Regions from separate parts of the Sus scrofa genome. Here regions 1 and 2 are each linked to region 3. The links are chromatin contacts, called in public Hi-C and HiChIP or PLAC-seq maps. All regions are on one chromosome and are shown on one strand. The core of a region is the stretch at or near the end of the contact, and the rest is flanking DNA. Distances in the headings are between cores, read along the strand shown. Region 1 holds the start of TCTE3 (tctex1 domain-containing protein 3). Region 2 holds the start of C1H6orf120 (UPF0669 protein C6orf120 homolog). Region 3 holds the start of FAM120B (constitutive coactivator of peroxisome proliferator-activated receptor gamma).

Evidence for each region. Hi-C and Micro-C count contacts between places; a contact is called where the count stands out from the background. HiChIP or PLAC-seq counts read pairs in DNA pulled down with a chosen protein or histone mark.
Region 1: a contact with region 3 is called in an H3K27ac HiChIP or PLAC-seq map of alveolar macrophages. The contact joins the promoter of TCTE3 here to the promoter of FAM120B in region 3. A contact is called at or near these places in 1 of 5 promoter capture datasets (liver) and 2 of 2 datasets of contacts at active chromatin or transcription factors (alveolar macrophages and skeletal muscle).
Region 2: a contact with region 3 is called in a Hi-C map of liver, with 5 times the contacts expected there. The contact joins the promoter of C1H6orf120 here to the promoter of FAM120B in region 3. A contact is called at or near these places in 2 of 5 promoter capture datasets (fetal skeletal muscle and liver), 6 of 47 Hi-C or Micro-C datasets (fetal heart ventricle, liver, omental adipose tissue and 1 more) and 2 of 2 datasets of contacts at active chromatin or transcription factors (alveolar macrophages and skeletal muscle).

Annotation. Positions count from the first base shown.
Region 1 is chr1:539,519-542,433 of Sscrofa11.1, reverse strand. TCTE3 (tctex1 domain-containing protein 3) reads right to left here and starts at 1,424. Exons shown (of 4, transcript XM_021085664.1): 1 at 1,299-1,424. The coding sequence starts at 1,406. ERMARD (endoplasmic reticulum membrane-associated RNA degradation protein) reads left to right here and starts at 1,486. Exons shown (of 18, transcript XM_021085596.1): 1 at 1,486-1,575.
Region 2 is chr1:577,181-580,141 of Sscrofa11.1, reverse strand. C1H6orf120 (UPF0669 protein C6orf120 homolog) reads left to right here and starts at 1,701. Exons shown (of 2, transcript XM_003480211.4): 1 at 1,701-1,767; 2 at 2,004-2,961. The coding sequence starts at 2,045. The coding sequence ends at 2,599. It overlaps WDR27 (WD repeat-containing protein 27), which reads right to left and starts at 1,651. Exons shown (of 19, transcript XR_002342137.1): 1 at 1,554-1,651.
Region 3 is chr1:185,330-188,167 of Sscrofa11.1, reverse strand. FAM120B (constitutive coactivator of peroxisome proliferator-activated receptor gamma) reads left to right here and starts at 1,385. Exons shown (of 9, transcript XM_021085513.1): 1 at 1,385-1,475.

The DNA.
Region 1 (2,915 bases), core at 175-2,674, 350 kb before region 3:
AGTAGGGAGTTAAGTTTATAAAAGGCAACTTTGCCTCAAAATACAAGCATCTTTCATCACTACAGGTGATTGACCTGTCACTCACTTATCATGAGGCAATACAACATAGCTTCTGGGAGCATAAATTTAAGGTCCAACATATTCAGGTTTCTAGCCTCGCTGTGCTTTTTTTAGTTCTGTGAACTTGTTCATTTTCTTCTCCTTTAGTTTCTCTCCTCTGTACAAGGCAGACACCAAAGAACTCATCAGAACCTGAAATGTTGCCATGATTTGGGGGGGGGGAGATGTGGGGTGGGGAACTCTGTTACTTTAAATGTTTTGGGAGCTTCAAAAATTAGTGTTTTGCTTGCTCTCTCTCCTTTATTCTGTTGACTACGAGTTCCATGAATGAAAAGAAACCATTACAGACGAGTGGACCGGAAGTCCCAGCTCTATCACTAGTTTTGCACCCTTGGACCAATCCTTCTCTCTCTCAAAGTTCCAATAAAAAATGGAGGATCAGGGTTTCCTGGTGTAGCTCAGCAGGAACCCAACCAGTATCCCTGAGGTTGTGGGTTCAATCAGGGGGTTAAGGATCTGGCGCTGCGGGAGCTGTGGTGTAGGCTGCAGATGCGGCTCGGATCCGAAGTTGCTTCGGCTGTGGTGTAGGCCGGCAGCTGTAGCTGACTGCACCCCACGCCTGGGAACTTCTGTAAGCTGCAGGTGCGGCCCTAAAAAGCAAAGAAAAAATTGTATCGATTAAAATAACGGTTTTCACACCATGACCATAGAGAAGTCCTGGTGTTATACCGCCAATAAAACTGAGACATTTTCCATTCATTTCAGATAGTAAGTTAATTTCTCCTTTGTAGGTTCTTCAAAGACTGAGACAAGTGCTGTTTTCAAAAACTCAAAACATCCTGGCGTTCCCCTTGTATCCTAACAGAAATAAACCCAACGTGTAAGCTCGAGGCCGCGGGTTCCACCCCTGGCCCCGCGGTGGGTTACGGATCCCGCTGCCGCAGCTCCGACTCGAGCCCTAGACTGCGAGCCGCCTGTGCCGCGGGCGTGGCCCTCAGAAAAAACCAAACCAAACCCTCGAAGTATCTCATTCTCGGCGTGGGTATACAAAACCCGGCTTGAAGCCCGGCACACGTGCACTCATTTCAGGCCGGTGACACTCCCCCAGGGTGTGCGTGGCAGCACCAGACACACCAAAAGCCTGTTTCTGGAAAAGCGCCTGCGGAAGCCCGGGGAGAACCAAGGCCTCGGCGGGGCCGCACGCAGGCCCGCAGGGCGTCCCGCCGCTCCGCACTCACTGCCTCCTTCTCGAACATGCTAGGCCGCCTCTCTTTCCGAGGCGTCGCCGGCGGCTGCTGAGGCGCCTGAGACGGGGGCATCCGCCCGCCGCGGCCCCGCTTCTCCATCGCGGCCGCAGGCGCGCACCGAGGTCAGGCCACCCCAACGACTCCGCCGCTTCCCGCGAGAGCGCCAGTCTCGCGCCTGCGCCGCCCCGGCCGGAAGTGCGCCGCAGGGAGGCGCGAGCCGGCGGTGCGTCATCCCTCGGCGCCGCGGCGGGAGCCGGAAGTCATGGAGGTAGGGTGGCGGGGCCGAGGCCCCTGAGCGCGGCGAGCGCGCCCCTCGGGGTGCGGCGTGCGGCCAGCGCCGTCCCTGCCGTGGGTGGGCGCCTGCTCCCTGGCGCCGCCCGACCCCGCGCCGTCCCGCGGGCGCAGGGTCAGGCCAAAGGCCGCGAGTGCGTGCGGGGGGAGCCGGGCCGCTGCTGTGCGCGCTGTGGAGGCCGAGCTGCGCGGCCGCCACAGCCTCGAGCTGTTCGCGCGGGTGGCGCGCGGCTGCGCTTAGTGCTTGTTCCGACTGCCTTCGCTCCTAAAGCAGGTTTTCTCTGGGGCTGCGCCACGCAGTGTGGGAAGTACCGTGTAGCAGTACTCGCCTCTGGTCCACACTTGCAAATTGAAATCATGTTTGACATTTTGGGGCCACTTTGATATCCCAGGACTAAATTGCTAGGGTCTCATTAACTGGCTCTAGCTCGGATTCTGTGTTTGCTTCCCAATAAGGGTTTCCCTTACTTTCCTCGTTCAGGGAATTAAATGTCAAACGCCTCTCGTCAGTTTTAGCAATAGCTACTGCTTTTTGAGTACTGGTGCTAGGGCTCTTCGAGTATCATCTCTGAGTACTGCAACCTTAGGAGGTGATAACATTTTGCACCATTTTACAGTTAAAAGCCCTAGATATGTTAAGTAACTTCTTCAAGGCAAGAAGTAGAAAGAGTCTGAGGAAGAATTCACAGCATTCTAGCTCTCAAGCACAGGCCCTTTGCGCTACTCTGTGCTGCTCTGGGCAGGACCGTGAAGTGTCCGATCCCCTGTGTGTGTGTTGGGAAGTGTGTGCACGCACAAACATGCAGGGCTTCTGGCTTCCAGAGGCGGACAGGCACATTCTTAGTATAATACACAGGATATATTTAATTGTCACGAGTGACAGCATTGCAACCTTTAATTGTTGATTTAAGGTTGGATTTTATTTCTTATCTAGCAGCAGGGCCTTTCCTTGTCTGAGAGGGTATGGACTTAAAAGTTAACCTAGAAGCCAGCTCCAAGAACTCTATGTCTGTTGGTAGGGATAGGGTACAGCCATCCCCCAAAGCTAAAGTTCTTGGAGTCTTGGAGGATGTCTTCCACCTCAGAGTGGGAGGAGTCAGTCATTCATTAACTCTTGTTTTTATTTACTCTGTACCAGGGTCTGTGCTGTATTCTGGGGAACATGTTGTATGAGACTTGGTCTCCCTGCTCTAGGATCTTCCTGTTTGAGTCTGAGGAGCAACTGTGTTGCTCAGGCGTCTGCAACCAAAAGAGACCTTTGTTACGACTTCAGCTGCCATATCCAGGGCCTGCATTAGTAGTGGAGTGAATGGGCTT
Region 2 (2,961 bases), core at 452-2,951, 390 kb before region 3:
CTCAGGCATTCTCATGTTTTTAAGTCCTTTCCTAAATTATTAAATATTTTAAAAAGTATTACTACTCTTTATGTTTAGCTGCTTTAATTAAAAGAAAAAATTGATACCCTCTTTCCGTTGGCCAGGCTGACAAAATCCTGATTTTATAAACCTTCAGTTCTTGAAACACAAATTGTGTACTTTTAAGCCAGGACTTGTTAGGTAAGCATAAATCTGATTACAAACAGCAGTGACTGTGTAAAAGTTTTAAAGCCATTTACTTTTCGATGATTTAAATCAGATCCAGATGTATCCCTATGTCCTACACGCACTCCCTTTCTTGACAGGAAAATGAAGTGGGCAGTTACACTTGAAAACCGCCAGGGGGAGTTCCCATCGTGGCGCAGTGGTTAACGAATCCGACTAGGAGCCATGAGGTTGCGGGTTCGGTCCCTGCCCTTGCTCAGTGGGTTAACGATCCGGCGTTGCCGTGAGCTGTGGTGTAGGTTGCAGACGCGGCTCGGATCCTGCGTTGCTGCGGCTCTGGCATAGGCCAGTGGCTACAGCTCCGATTCGACCCCTAGCCTGGGAACCTCCATATGCCGCGAAAGCGGCCCAAGAAAATAGCAAAAAGACAAAAAAAAAAAAAAAAAAAAAGAAAACCGACAGGGTTCAGAAGGGGCATCACATGTACCAGACGCTTCTTGCAGGAGGAAGAGAGGAGACCCACTAGTGACACCTCCATCAACAGCCCAAGCCAGTGACCAGCGTGGATGCAGCTGCTCCCAACCTCAGGCGAATCAACCCGCCAAAATAATCAGCCCTAAGACTGTCCTGCCTCTTTTACAGGCAGCAAAGGTAACGATTCCGTGTGGGCGACATGCACAGTTCTTTAACCCCACACACGGCGATCTCATTAACAGCCTGACCAACTCACATTTTGCAGCTACTTGGCAGAGTTCAGGTTCTGCAGAAAGGGGCACAAGAGCCATTGCCTGTTTTTTTAATTTACACTCCAACCGGTTTCCACAAAAGTGATACTGCAAGTTCTACAACGAAACACAAGCCTTGTAACCAACACAAAAGTGTGGTACGAAAATGCGCATAATCTTTCTTAGGATATTTTTCAGTGGACAACGGGTTCCCATTAATTCCAAATTAACAAAATAAATCCTTCATATAAATACAACTCCATTTTGAATCCTTTTAGGAGCATTTCAAGAAGTACCATGTTCTTGGGAGTTAACGAATCCGACTAGGAACCATGAGGTTGCGGGTTCGATCCCTGGCCTTGCTCAGCGGGTTAAAGATCCGGTGTTGCCATGAGCTGTGGTGTAGGCTGCAGACAGCGGCTCGGATCCCGCGTTGCTGTGGCTCTGGCGTAGGCTGGCAGCTGCAGCTCCGATTGGACCCCTAGCCTGGGAACCTCCATATGCCGCGGGAGCGGCCCTAGAAATGGCAAAAAGACGAGGAAAAAAAAAATAAAAAAGAAGTACCATGTTCTTAAGAGATACGGTACAGGTTAACAGGTCCCCGGACGGGTTAACGGCCCCTCGGGTGCACCGGTTTCTCACCTGGGAACCCTCGGGAGCAGACGCTAGGCGGCCAGGCGGCCGCAATCTAGCTGAGCCCGGAGCGCTCAGGCGCTGCGTCCCGCCCCCGTCGCCATGGTTACGCCATTCTCGCGAGAACCCGGAAGCCCCGCACTACTCTATTTCCGGGCCTCGCCTCACTTCCGGGCGTGCCTCACTTCCGGCTTCTCCGGCGCGGCGCCTGCGGGGAGCGGCGGTGAGTCCAGGGGCGGGGATCGGCCCCCCGCTCGGACCCACCCGGCGCCGCGCCCGCTCCCCTCGTCCGCGCGCCCGCCTTCCTCCCCGTCGGGTCCCCTCCCCGGGGAGCCCCTTCCCCGAGCCGGCGCGAGGGCAGCGCGGGGCGGCCGCCGGGGCCCGGAAGGCTGCGGCTCCGGGCAGGGGACCCCGACGCGTCCCGACGTGCTGAACGTGTCCCCTGTCGTTTGCCTGCAGGACACTGACTCATGAGGAAGGCACCGCTCTAGGCGCCCGTCATGGCAGCTCCGTGGAAGAGCGCCCTTCTGCTGCTTCTAGCATCTCAGGCTGCCTCCTGGGTGGGTGCCTTCGACGCGGACGAAGTTCCGGAAGAGTGGGTCCTCCTGCACGTGGTTCAGGGCCAGATAGGAGCTGGGAATTACAGTTATTTGAGGTTAAACCATGAAGGAAAGATAGTGCTTAAGATGCAGAGCTTAAAAGGGGACGCGGACCTGTACGTATCTGACACCACCCTCCATCCGAGCTTTGACGACTATGAGTTACAGTCTGTCACGTGTGGCCAGGACGTGGTTTTCATTCCAGCGCATTTCCAGCGCCCCGTGGGAATAGGGATCTACGGACACCCGTCCCACCACGAGAGCGAGTTTGAAATGAAAGTGTATTATGATGCAACGATCGAACAGCATCCGTTTGGCGAGACTGCTTTTTCAGATGGTACAGATGTGAGTCGTAAGCACGCTTATTCTCCAGAAGACGCATCTCAAGAAGACGAATCTGTTCTTTGGACGATACTGATTAGTATTTTAAAATTGGTACTTGAAATTCTCTTTTGATAGATTGAACATACTCTGGAGTACAATATGCTTAATCTGTGAAGCTGATTGCAGTTCGCTGTGAACTTAGCTACTTTTACCTGGTTGGAATTCTGGTTACCTTTTCTAGTTGAGGGATGGAAAAATAAAGCCATAGTTTTTTTACCTCAGTCACCCCAAAAGTAGGAAAAGCAGCAGGCATATTTGTTATCTTAAAGGTCAAAATTCCTGTAAAAGGAATATGCACAATAAACTGTCTAAACCCCATTTTGATTAGTCTGTCAGGTGACTACTAGATTACTGCAGTGACTTAGACTTTTAGTCCAGTTAGAGATTCTAAAAGAAGTCACAGTGCTTCCAAGAGTTACCAAAAGCAAGTTACC
Region 3 (2,838 bases), core at 136-2,635:
CGTCTGCGCTGTCTGTCAGTGAGGCTTCTGCTCCTAAAGCCTGGAGTCCCTGGCTGCTCCCTCACACCAGCTGAAACCCTGGCACTCTCTTTCCTAGGTTGCTCCTTCTGCCTCTCAAGTCGTTCCTCCGCTGATCTTGTCTCAGATCCTACCCATCCTTCCAGGCTCAGCTCTCATGGTCTTTTTGCTGCCTTCTTCACCCTCCATGTTATAAAACTTACTCTACGTTTCACTTGTTCCCTCATCTTTGAGGTGGGTATTTGTCTCCCCAACCACATGTGTGCTGAAGACTAGAGACAATTTCACACACTTGTTGGTGTTGACCCTATGGTGCCCAACAAGTATTTGGTGCTGAGAACTGTTTTCTTGATGTTAGGGGGAAAAAAATCGACAGGAAATGAAAGCCGAATGCAGAGATTCCTTTCCAAACTGTCTAATACACACATACATCCGGTGTCACTTCAATTTGGTAATGCTTTTTGAGTGCTTGATCTGCAAGAGACTCTGCAGGAACAATATCTGACCATCTTACTTCCCTGATTGTAGCCTCTAGCCCCTGGTGCTTACGGCAGCCCTCCTGAGGTATGCCATGTGTAAAGACAGGTTTTCCGATGTACCTTAAGTAACTTGACATTATTAATACATTAAACATTATTTACTTAAAAAATAAAAACTAGATTGGCTGCCAAAATGTTCTTTTGGTTGTAGAGAAAAGGGTGACATTGTGGCCAGAGGAATGGCAACTGTGTATAATCGGAAGCCTGCCTTATCTCCCAGCCTACTGTGAACTTTACTGGTCTTAAGGCAGCTGCAGAAACGAGGTCGAGGTGACTCGCGTCCTCGCCTCCTCCCCTGCGGCGGCTGCTCGTCCGGAGCTCTCGGCTCTCTCGCCCCGTTCCAGATCCGCAAGCCTGCGCATCAACAGCTCTGGGCTCCAGGGCCGTGGTCACAGCAATGCTCAGAAGCTCCCCTTCATCTGGAGCTTGCCGTGCTCTGCTGTGTTCGTCGGCGCGCTCCGGGAAGCGCTGTCCTCAACGCAAAAGGCCATCGTCTAACCAAGGTCCCTCGGCCGGGAAGCCCACGCGTTCAGGCCCGCCTGCCTCCTGCGAGGGCCGGGACTCAGGGACTTTCTGCCTTCTCCCAGCAGCGCGCCCCGCCCTCCGAGCGCCCTAAAGCCGAGCCGCGGTGTCAAGACCCCAGCCGGCGCGGCCGGGCGAGCCTGCGGAAGCCGAGCGAGGTGCGACCCCGACCTCGGAAGAACCGCGAGGTTTCCGCGGCGACGGCCGCGGCGCCCGCGCATCTCGGCCCTCCCCTTCCTCCCCCCGCCCGCCACCCGGCGCCTCCCGGGTCCGTCTCGCAGGCCCCGCCCCAGGGCGGTCCTTCGAGCGGAAGCGCCCGAGCGGAAGCGGAAGTGCGAAGCGACTGCGGCGGGCCGAGAGCGGCGCGGGCGCATCTCTGTGCTGGCGCGTCTCTAGGTAGGGCCGGGCCTGCGGGCCCAGCGCGTCCGGACCGGCTCTCGGCCGTCGCCTCCGCGCGGTTGGCCGAGCTCGCGGTTCTGCGCCGTCACGGTCCCTGGGCCGCGTGTCCCTGACCGTCCGACCCCACAACCAGGCACCCTGCCTGCGCCTTCTGGCGCCGTCTTGGCCCAACCCCTCCCCAGAGAGAGGTGTGCAGTTCCGGGTCGGCGTGCGGTCCCTGGACCTAGTGAGCCGCATCGCTGCTCCTGCCGTCCCCTAAGGAGGCGTCCTCTGATCTCTCCGCTTGGTCTCCGAACTCGGGCGCCTTCCCTCACTCGTCCAGCTTTGCTGAGCCGGGGTCCCAGCACCCAGCAAGCACCAGTTCTCCAGGGAAGGAAAGGCCGGTGGGATGACGCCCCAGGAGCTGAGAGGATGATTAGTTCAAGTTGGCCGACGAGGGCCCAGAAGTTTCTGTATGGGGGGGGAGGGTTGAGCTGAATTTCCCATAAGAGTTGGGAGGTGCTGAGGAGCAAGAGGCCGTTGATTTCCAGCAGAGGGAACAGAAGACATGTGGGATTGAGACAGTCTGACGTGTTCCGGAAAGAATGTTGCTTGGAGATAGGAATGGAAGGATGCTCAAGAGATTTGGGAGCAAGGAAGTGATGTGATCCGGGTCCTAATGTTAAAAGGGTCTGGCAGGTGTAGGGTGGTGGTGGGGTGACTGCACTTGGTAAGAGTGTGTGTGCAGTCGTTTAGGAAAGAGAAGTTTCAGAACTGAAGATCTGGAAATGGTAGTAGAGCTTGGAGATGAGATTGATGCGAAAAAAGAGGTGGTGGTATTTCCATTGATTTCCAGATTTTCGGCCGGAGCATTTGAGTAGATAATTCAAAGAGTGAGGGACATGGAATGGCAGATGTGCAGCATCAGTTTCCTCTCCTTTCACCTCCTAAATATGGCCTGCAGCTGTGCTCTGTGCTTCCTCCGTGTCTGGTGTCATCCTTGGCTTTGTCCTCCAGTTCTCTGTCATTTCTGAGTCGTGGCCTCCCATCTACGTGCTGACCATGTTTGGACCATGCTGTTAGGAGCTACCCTCTCTGACCACCACAGACTTCACACCACGCATTCTCTGTATGTTGATCTCCCCATCACCCCGGCTCTGCTATCTCTAAGCTGTGCCACAGCTGCTCACCGCCGCCCCAAACACACTCACCTTGCCGTCCCTCTGTCTCAGGACTCCAGCTGTGCATTCCTTAGTGCTTGTGTTCAGGGAGACATTGAAAACACTTGGCTGTGTTAGGTCGCCCACTGCTCATCTCCACACATACCGTTTCTTGACCACCTTATGTGCTAGTGTAATTTCTAACCACCTCGTCCTCCAGA